Regions from separate parts of the Anas platyrhynchos genome. Here region 1 is linked to region 2. A link is a contact called in public Hi-C data. All regions are on one chromosome and are shown on one strand. Each heading gives the region's core, a stretch centred on a gene start, on an enhancer-like site or on the middle of the called end of the contact. The rest is flanking DNA. Distances are from core to core; before and after follow the strand shown. Region 1 holds the start of ST8SIA1 (ST8 alpha-N-acetyl-neuraminide alpha-2,8-sialyltransferase 1). Region 2 overlaps LOC101801341 (sulfotransferase 6B1).

What was found. A called contact is a pair of places that touch in the nucleus more often than the background predicts.
Region 1: a contact with region 2 is called in a Hi-C map of subcutaneous adipose tissue, with 2.5 times the contacts expected there. The contact joins the promoter of ST8SIA1 here to the enhancer-like site in region 2. A contact is called at or near these places in 4 of 8 Hi-C or Micro-C datasets (liver, skeletal muscle and subcutaneous adipose tissue).

The regions. Positions count from the first base shown.
Region 1 is chr1:76,382,001-76,386,530 of IASCAAS_PekinDuck_T2T, forward strand. It overlaps ST8SIA1 (ST8 alpha-N-acetyl-neuraminide alpha-2,8-sialyltransferase 1), which reads right to left and starts at 2,671. Exons shown (of 5, transcript XM_027449991.3): 1 at 2,001-2,671. The coding sequence starts at 2,248.
Region 2 is chr1:76,221,083-76,225,259 of IASCAAS_PekinDuck_T2T, forward strand. All of the region lies in intron 1 of LOC101801341 (sulfotransferase 6B1), which reads right to left. Among named protein-coding and RNA genes, the nearest start is that of CMAS, 110 kb to the left of the region's middle. Within about 2 kb of position 1,614, at least 3 of the 8 cell types and tissues checked have an H3K27ac peak or open chromatin away from gene starts, as enhancers often do.

The sequences.
Region 1 (4,530 bases), core at 1,421-3,920, 160 kb after region 2:
GCTCTTTGAATCAGGAACAGAATGCAAAGGGAACAGCACTCCCTAGTTTTGAAAAATACATTTTGATAAAGTTAACTATGTGGGGACAATCATCTACTTCAACAATAGGAGCCAAGTGAGTTTATAGGAAGAGAGATGCAGAGGTGTCAGATGTTTTCACTACGTAGCAAGAACCTGGCTATTTGAACACCTATCCAGTACCATGTTATAGAATATACTATTATACAAAGAAATACATGCAAGCGTTGTATAATACAAATCAGTAATGGGAAATCTTCTACTTCCTCATACGGATTTTTAGCAGAAGTACAGATTTGTTCTTCAGAACTGTGCACAGCCAAAATTGTTTCACAACCTCCTGCGTGCAGGAGTGGTAGGGAGAATAGTAATCCATGTCCTTCTTAAATAAGGATACTACCTTGTGAAAACCCACCCAATATTAGGCTACTATGGAAGGCAGTATTACTTCAAAGCCCACACACAGGTTGTCTACAAAGCTCTATACCTGCTGACTAGTTAAAACAGAGACCTGCATTCATAGAGGTTCCAGTACAAACTGAAACCTGGAGCTTTTACAATGCTCTTCCATAAAAAGAAAAGAATGATAGCAAAGAATGTCATTGTTTCTGTTAATTGTATTACAATATAGAGAAGTTTACCTGATGAGGGCTTCAATTTCCTAGCTTTCTACCCATGTTAAGAGCAGCAAATCTATGCAGCAAGAATACAGAGTTCTACATCACTATTGTTTGACTATTTTGGTATATTCACTACATATCTCCAGTGAAAATTTCACTTAAAAAAGTGTTAATTCCTAAAGCAGATTGATTTAAAGTTCATTGTATTTAGCACTGTGCCAACTGAGCAAGACACAGATGAGAAACCACAGCTCACTTTATTGAAAGATATTCTCTTCCATAAGCATCCTTGAGATAACCACTATACCTAGACAGTGGAAAAAACATCTGGGCAGGTGGAATAGTTGAGAAGCCACACAGTTTTTGTTTGTAAACCATGTGGCTGAAATAGACTAAAAAATATTTTTTAAACTGAAGTTGCAGCAGCTTTGTCAACCTTCAAAGCAACATTTGGCTTACAAACATGAAAAACAATGCATCGAGCTCTCCCTTGTATCACCTATCAGAGTAATTTTTTTTTTAAATGATTAATCTACCTAAAAATGTAAATCTGCGGCACAAAAGAATTAAGATAAATTAATAACTGAGACCAACCCAGTGTCTTCCAGTTTTCTACCCTGTGCTCTAGAACAAGGATTCTACATCAGAACCTTTTTGCTAGCTCTGTATCTAAGGGAGGACTTCTTTCAGGCCTAGCTTCTATTAACACAAACCAATTTAACATCTCTCATTGCTTTTATTTTCTGCAAGCTCCAGGTGCTGAAGGGTGTGCTTTTGAAGAGCTGCAAAGTTTCTGCTATCCCAGCGGACAAGATACTAAGCAATCACACGCCGGCTCCAGTTCACAGCAAACAAGTTGAGCTGCATTCGCAAAACAACGAAGAACACCAAGTAGCGCCGTGCACCAGAACAGAAGCCCCTAGGAACTGGGATCTGATTCACTCCGGCATTTACAAAAGCAAGGGAGCCTTTTTGCAGGTAGTCTGGCTACCACTAACCCCGACCTTTCGCCTGCAGCTCAAAGGACAGGGAGAAAACCCAGCTTCCCACCTGGCGGGGAGGGGAAGGGAAACCCCCGGGCTGTCTGCATTTCACCCAGCCGCTCGAGCGGGTTTTGGGGGAAGGCAAATCTCCTCCGCGCCCCCTTTCAGGCCGGGGGCGCCCGGGAAGCCCTCCCTGCCGCAGGGGCACCCGGCTGCAGCCCGGCCCTTCGGCCGCTCGGCCCGGGGCGAGCCCCCCACGAAAGTTTGGCGGGGCAGGAGGGGTCGGGGCCGGGCAGGGGGCGGCAGGAGCGGAGGGACGGCGCCAAGTTTGGGGCGGCGAGGGGCTGCCCGTCCCCGGCCGCCCTTGAGCCGGCGGTACCTGAAGCCGGCGACTGCAGTGTGGTTCCTCCTCCACGCCTTGCCCTGCTGCAGCAGCACCCCCTGCACGATCTCCTTCTCGTCGGGCAGCCGGTAGACGGGGAAGACGTAGAGCCAGCAGAGGACGAAGACGCCCAGGGCGCTGGCCCCCACGGGCAGGCGGGTGCGCGGCCACTTCCACGCCAGCCCCGCCATCCTCCTCCTCCTCCTCCCGCAGCGCCGCCGCGGCGCCGGGCTGCGCTCCTGCATCAGGCCCTCGCCGTGCGGGGGCCGCCCAGCCCCGCCGCCCTACGCCCGGCGGGCCGGCCGGCGCCCGCTGCCCGCGGCCATGGCATCCCGGCCGGGCTCCTCCCGGGGGCTGCGCCGCGGCTGCCTCCTCTCCCGGCGGTGGCTGCTGCCGCCCCTCCTCACGGGCATTTGGTCCCCCGCTCTGCCCGCCAGGCGAGGCGAGGCGAGGCGATGCTCCCCTCCCTCCGCCTCCCGCCCGCTCTCTTTACCGCGGGCCGCCCCGGTAAATTTCCACCCCGGACCCTTCCCTCGCTCGGCCCCGCGCCGGGGCTTCCTTCCGCTCGCACCGGGGCCGAGGCAGCTCCCGGCCCCTGCGCGGGGCTGAGGAGCCGCCGCCGAGCCCCCCGCAGCCCGGCCTCCTCCCCCGGGAGCCGCCGCACCGCCCGGCAGCCGCGCTCCGCCGGGGGCCGGCCCCGCAGCGCGCCCTGGCGGCCATCTGCTGCCCGCGGGGCCTGCCCGCCACACGGCCGGGAGCCGGCTGCCGCGGAGCAGCCCCCGGCTCGGGGCGGCGGCTGGGAGGGAAGAGGTGGCCCCCGAGGCTGAGCCGGCGGTGCTGGGGGCGCTGGGTGACAGAGCCCGCCGGGAGCGGCCCGTGTGAGAGGGGAGCGGGCGCCGGCTGGCAGCGCCGTCATGTCCGCGTGTAGCCACGGCGCTGTAACTCGGGAGATGCAGGGATGCGGGGGGACATTCACAGCCTCTCTTGTCCGAGACCTGTCACTGCGGTATAGATGTTGTTTGCACTAACGCCTTACACAGCACAGCTGTCTAGAGCAAGTGGGAAAAGAAATAGAGCACTGTGTCCCTGGCCAACACCTGGCAAATCCCTTCCGAGCAGGACAGGTGTTTGCATCCTCCCTAAGTAAACTTGCTTTTTTGGTGAGGAAGCTCTTTGTCGACGGTAGCATAAAACTGTCCGATCAACTCTACTAAAACCAAACAGAACTAATCGATCCATCCCTGGGGATGTTCAAGGAAAGGTTGGACCTGGCACCTGGCGCTTAGGGGTTTAGTGGTTGATATTGGTAGTGGATATTGGTTGGACTGGGTGATCTTGGAGTCTTCTCCAACCTTTATGATTCTGTGATCTTTAGGGAGACTTATTCAAAATGTAGTTAGCTAGACTTATCAAAAGTAAAAATTATTAAAAACATGCAAAACTGTGTGCATTTTTGTGTAAATGTGCAAAACCATGCACTCCGGATTAAATTCTGCCTCATTGCTCACCTTTAGTCAAAAAGAGGGACAAGCCTGAGTCTTGATGTCACTTAGGAAACCAAAAGTGGAAAAAGGAACAAAGAGAAAGTAGAAATGGCTTATTATTTCACTGTCCAAACTGGATGCAATGAAGTAAGTAGAAATTAAATAGATGCAGTTATTTGCTAATTTCTTCGTTAACGCAGTCCCTCCTTAAGTAGAGTAGGGAGGGATCATTTCCTTAATAAAGGATTATTACTTACACAATTATCACTTACACAATTAGATGCAGGATTGGGGGATATTTTTTATGTGTGAACCTATAAGGTATTCCTAAGCCTTTCGCCTTATTTTTCCTTTCTTTTTTTTTTTTTTTTTTTCTTTTTCCTTATTATCTTTCAGCCTCAAGCCCCCAGGCTGTTCACTGAATTTATAACAGTCCACAGTCTGTCTAGTGCAATGGCTGTTAACTCCTTCATCGTTTCCTGCCTACAGCACACAAGGAGCCAGATGTACCAAGACAGAGATGAGGCAGAGCCTGTTATGTTGTTGCTGACATGGCACAAAGAACTGAAAATGTCTGGCCTCATTCTGTTATTATACAGGTAGAAATTTCTTCTTTCCTTACCTTCTTTCAGTAAGCCCTGAAGAGAAGTGTACTGATGCTTTACATTGTGGGTAATGATTTCAGGTGGAGAATAAACTGCTAAACATTAATCTTGCTTTCAAGCAAACAGTCTTAACCACCTCAATGGCAGTTTGCAATCATTGTGAAGATGTAGTAATTGACAATCCATGCCTTTAAATCAAAGCCAAAAGATGGAACTATCCTCTCTGCTGTACTCCACATTAGTGAGAATTTCAATAGTGAGATTTGTTCTCATCTTCATTCTTTGGGTCCCAGGTAAGATCTACAAGCACAAAGGCTAATTATTCTGGATGAAGTTCATAAGCGGGCCTAATACAGGAAAAGACAAATATATAGCGAGAGAGATAGATGCCTTCAGAAAGAAACATAGAGAAAAAGCAATGGGTGAGACCAGTGAATA
Region 2 (4,177 bases), core at 364-2,863:
TAAATTTAATCAGGCAGTAGGAGAATACCGATCATAGGTCTGCATATATTTATGTAGAGGCAAATAAGTACAAATATAGCTTTCTTCAACCTTACAGGCAGGCAGAGATCCTGATTTCTTCAACCTAGCAGGTGGCAGAAGATCCAATGATCATGAAATCCATGAAGTCAGATAACTTCAGAGTTAAAATGAGGTGCACAACATTATCAGTGAAATTATTTCATCACCACATATATTTCCAAGAATTATTGTTACTCTCATTGACAGACCATCTTTAAAAATACAAATATATATATATATAATAACAATAAAAATAAAAACCATCATACTAAGGTAGGGTTTATGGTTCCTTCAACCCGTCAGCTAGGACTGAGATCATAACATGATAATATAAGATATCATGTAATACCTACTGTGATGCCTTCCAAAGGTTCCGTGGCTAAAACTGGTATTGCCTCAAATAATTGCTATACCTTAATTAAGCCGTTCTTTCCTTCAGGTTTCTTTCTGAAGGGAAAAGTTACCCATTATAGTATTGGAAATAGTAAACTCACAGGTTTCCTGTTGGTTTCCTAACCGTTTTTTTATTGGTTGGTTGGTTGTTTTTTTTGAGCACTGTAAAAGACTAAAATTGGCACCAGGGATACAACACTGGGAACAGGATACTGCCTGAGCAGTGCCTCTCAACTGTGTATCATTTCTCCATTGTACAACCAGGACAAGGCTGGGGAGCATCATGTTCTAAGCTCCCAGGGGATGATCTCCACATGATGAAGGCCATTACAGACCAATTTTAAACAAAGCATCGCAATAGGACAGCAGGATCTTTCAGTGCTCATTGCCAATTTCCCTGGCAGAGATCTCAGATGTTCCTAGTGCCTTATGCAGAAGTCCTGGACAGGCAGGGATCCAACCCAACACAGGCTGTTGAGAACACTCAAGAGGTTCGGACCCCTGAAGATGTTTAAAAAAAAAAAAAAAAAAGAGTGCTTAAATTCAGCTTTTTGGTAGGCAGCAAATCAGGAATTCAAGTAGGGTGTAAACCGTGGCACTGAGAGAATAAGAGCACTGATCTATTCTGTAATGTCTGCTACAAAGAGACTGGCCAGAGAGAAAATTATAGTTGACCTTTTTCCTCTACCAAAGCTGATGTGTCACCAGCAGAGCCAGCAGAGCTAGAATTGCTGCTCACAATACTTGCACACAGCCTCTACCTCTGATGACACTACTATCTGCTCTCGTATGACCACAGTTTCTGAGACAAGAAGTATGAAGACTATTTCTGTGGCTCTGGAGGAAATACTTGGTGAGGCTTTCCTGCAACTAATCTACAGAGTAGCACAGGAAAGCAGAAGAGCACACTCCATAAACAGGTATTTGGTTTGCTTTCAGTTGCTGAGTTTATGTGTTTCACGCTAATGAATGTGGCATGTAAACTGAGACTATATTTTTATTTCAGCTGTGACCTTGGTTTTCACTGTGGCTCAGACAAACCCGACACATTATCTTCCTTCTCTGGATAATTTTCTCATTAGTAACACATAAGTAACATCCATCCTAATAAGGTTGTGGGATTTAGTCAGGAGATTTGTCTTCTCTTTCAGAAAAGCTCTCAGTGAGGGTTAAGGTGCAGGGGAGGGTGAGGAATGATCATGACATCAGCTCCTTCCTGATGTAGGTGAGCAGTCAACAGGGGTCATGCCTAAGATGTACATGGCCACCACGTTTCCGGTGTGCACAAGGGCTGCTTGTGGTCCTCCTGATACAGTTCTTTTCCACAGAGGCCTCCCCTCCCTCAAAGGGCCGTGTGGGCCTGCCGCATTCTTGCTCTTTGATCAAGTCAGATACTGTCAGCTCTCAGGTCAGCACTTTTGGTACTTTCCTGTTTGCAGGCACGAAAGGAAAACAATACAGATGATGTGTCAAGTGAACACAGTGGCACAGTCCAACTGTTTTCACACACACAGGAGGTGACCTCTAAAAGCAATTGGTTCAATACATTAAAACTAGTCAACCCTTTTCCAGACCTCTTAGAATATTTATTTCTCCCTTATAGGGAAAGTAAGGTACCCAAGTTCTTGACTTGTCAGTCGATTCTCAAAAATGTGTTAGATTGATACGCTGGTTGATTTATTGTTCTGGAACAGAGCATCTAGAAGATCACTATTTTAATAAATACCACTCCTAAGTTATTCTATCACTGAAGTTATAAAAAGTAAAAATTTCTGCAAGCTTTCCTAGTCAATGTACAATACCACATTTTGTCCAGAGGGTTCTGCTTGTTAGATTTCTCTTACTGGTTTAATCTGTTTTTCAGTATTAGCTGAAAATACATACAGGTAGGATTTACAGTCTTGACTTTTATCACTTGAGGATTTAGAATCCTCAGAGGGGACAAATCCTGGTCTGCCTCTTCTGCTATTTACAGCTGCAGAAAGAAACCCAAGAGCTATAAAATTACCTGCTGACACTCCAATTTCTTCACAGATTTCTAAGTCAGAAAATTTAATGCTTTGCCAAATCAAAAATTACCTCTGTCCAAGGGGTGCAGAAAGAGGCAGGGATGTTGGGGTTGGCTGGCCCTGCTTGAGTGTGGAGGGATCTGCTAATTTAGCCATGCAGAAACATGCAAGGCAGAGACTTTCAACATCAGTGACAGGAGAGGGGAAGATCCCACCTCCCTGCAGATCACAATCTAAGGCTTGAAAATGCCATCTGGAATGGCTACAGGAATTATTTCATTGTGCACTGCTGCACGATGGAGGTAAAAAGGGACCCCAGATAGCCCAGCAAAACATTGCCAGTAGGGGTAGGCTACATGTGCTGGTGAATGCCTCAGTGTCAACACCTGTATTGTGGGATGAAAGTCAGGGAATTATCACATCTTATTTCAGACCTCCTCCCAAACAACACATAATGAACCAAAAGAGACTCAAAGAGTAAGAATACCTGTGCAGGGGAATGTCTTGGTATACAGGATTGTCAGCTTGTTCTAGAAAGGAAATCAACAAAAACTCCTCTCTCTTTTAAGTAGGTCTTGAGACATTAAAAGAAAAAGAGAGAGAAATGAGAGACAAAAACAAATCAAATAAGTGAACAGCAGGACTCCAGGGAGTTGCAAAAGCATATTCTATTAAAAGATATATCTCGGCTGCAGAGCAAGGCATGTGAAGCTATGGCACCCAGCCTGCAGTATGTATCACTGTTTGTTATATAGTAAGAACCAGGTGCTTCTCTCATCCTCCTAGTAATGTCTGGAAAATAATAATGACTTTTCATTCTAAATTGTTCCAAAGCACTTGGCAGCCCCTGAAATACAGCACAGATGGGGTACACAAGGGCCACCAGCTCTTCCCGAAGCAGCACCTTCTCCTGTGGAGGCACTGGCACTGGGACATATAAAAGTATGTTTCCCTGAGTAGGGCATGCTATCCAAGTAAAGACAACTCCTCTTTCCCAGGATCATATGCTTACCACACACGTGCATCATAAGGATGGCATTGAACTCACATTCACAGGAACCTCACCAAGCAGCCCGGCGATCCTTAATTTCCACTGTCTTCAAGAGGCTGTTCAATGTCCCCTCCCACATTTTCAACTCTGTCTTTTAGAGGGGAGAGTAGAATAAGTGCTGCAGAAAGGCACCTCTGTGTGGGTGCTCTTGCACAGCTCCCATGAGAGAGCTGTGTACTGAGATACAGTGTCAGTCTAAACACAATAACCTCACAATAGCCTTCAGTAACCTACAGGCAGTTTGGGCCTGTGATTAACTTTGATTTCATGATAATGTAATGAATATACAGAAAAATAACTCTTTTGCTACTATTTTCCCCACTTCTACCAGGCTAACATGAGCAAGAACAAAAGAACAAAGGCTTAATTGTCCTTTGAAAGGAAGAAAAATCCCTGTCAGTCGCATGGCTGTATTTAAGTATATGATGAGAGCAGTGAAGGGCTGCTCCAGTTCACCTCTTTCTGCTCCTGCTCCAGTTCCATGTAAGGTGCTTTTCACTGGCAGAGGATGCTGATGTGGACAGGTGCTCCCCAGAAAGCAGTTTTCTCCCTAGAGATCTTCACTGTTCTGCCTATGCTCCAGTGAGGGTATTGTCAGCTGCCACATGACAGGAGCCAGCTTTGAAAAATGCCCAGGCAGTTTCAACATCTGTGCTCCAAACAG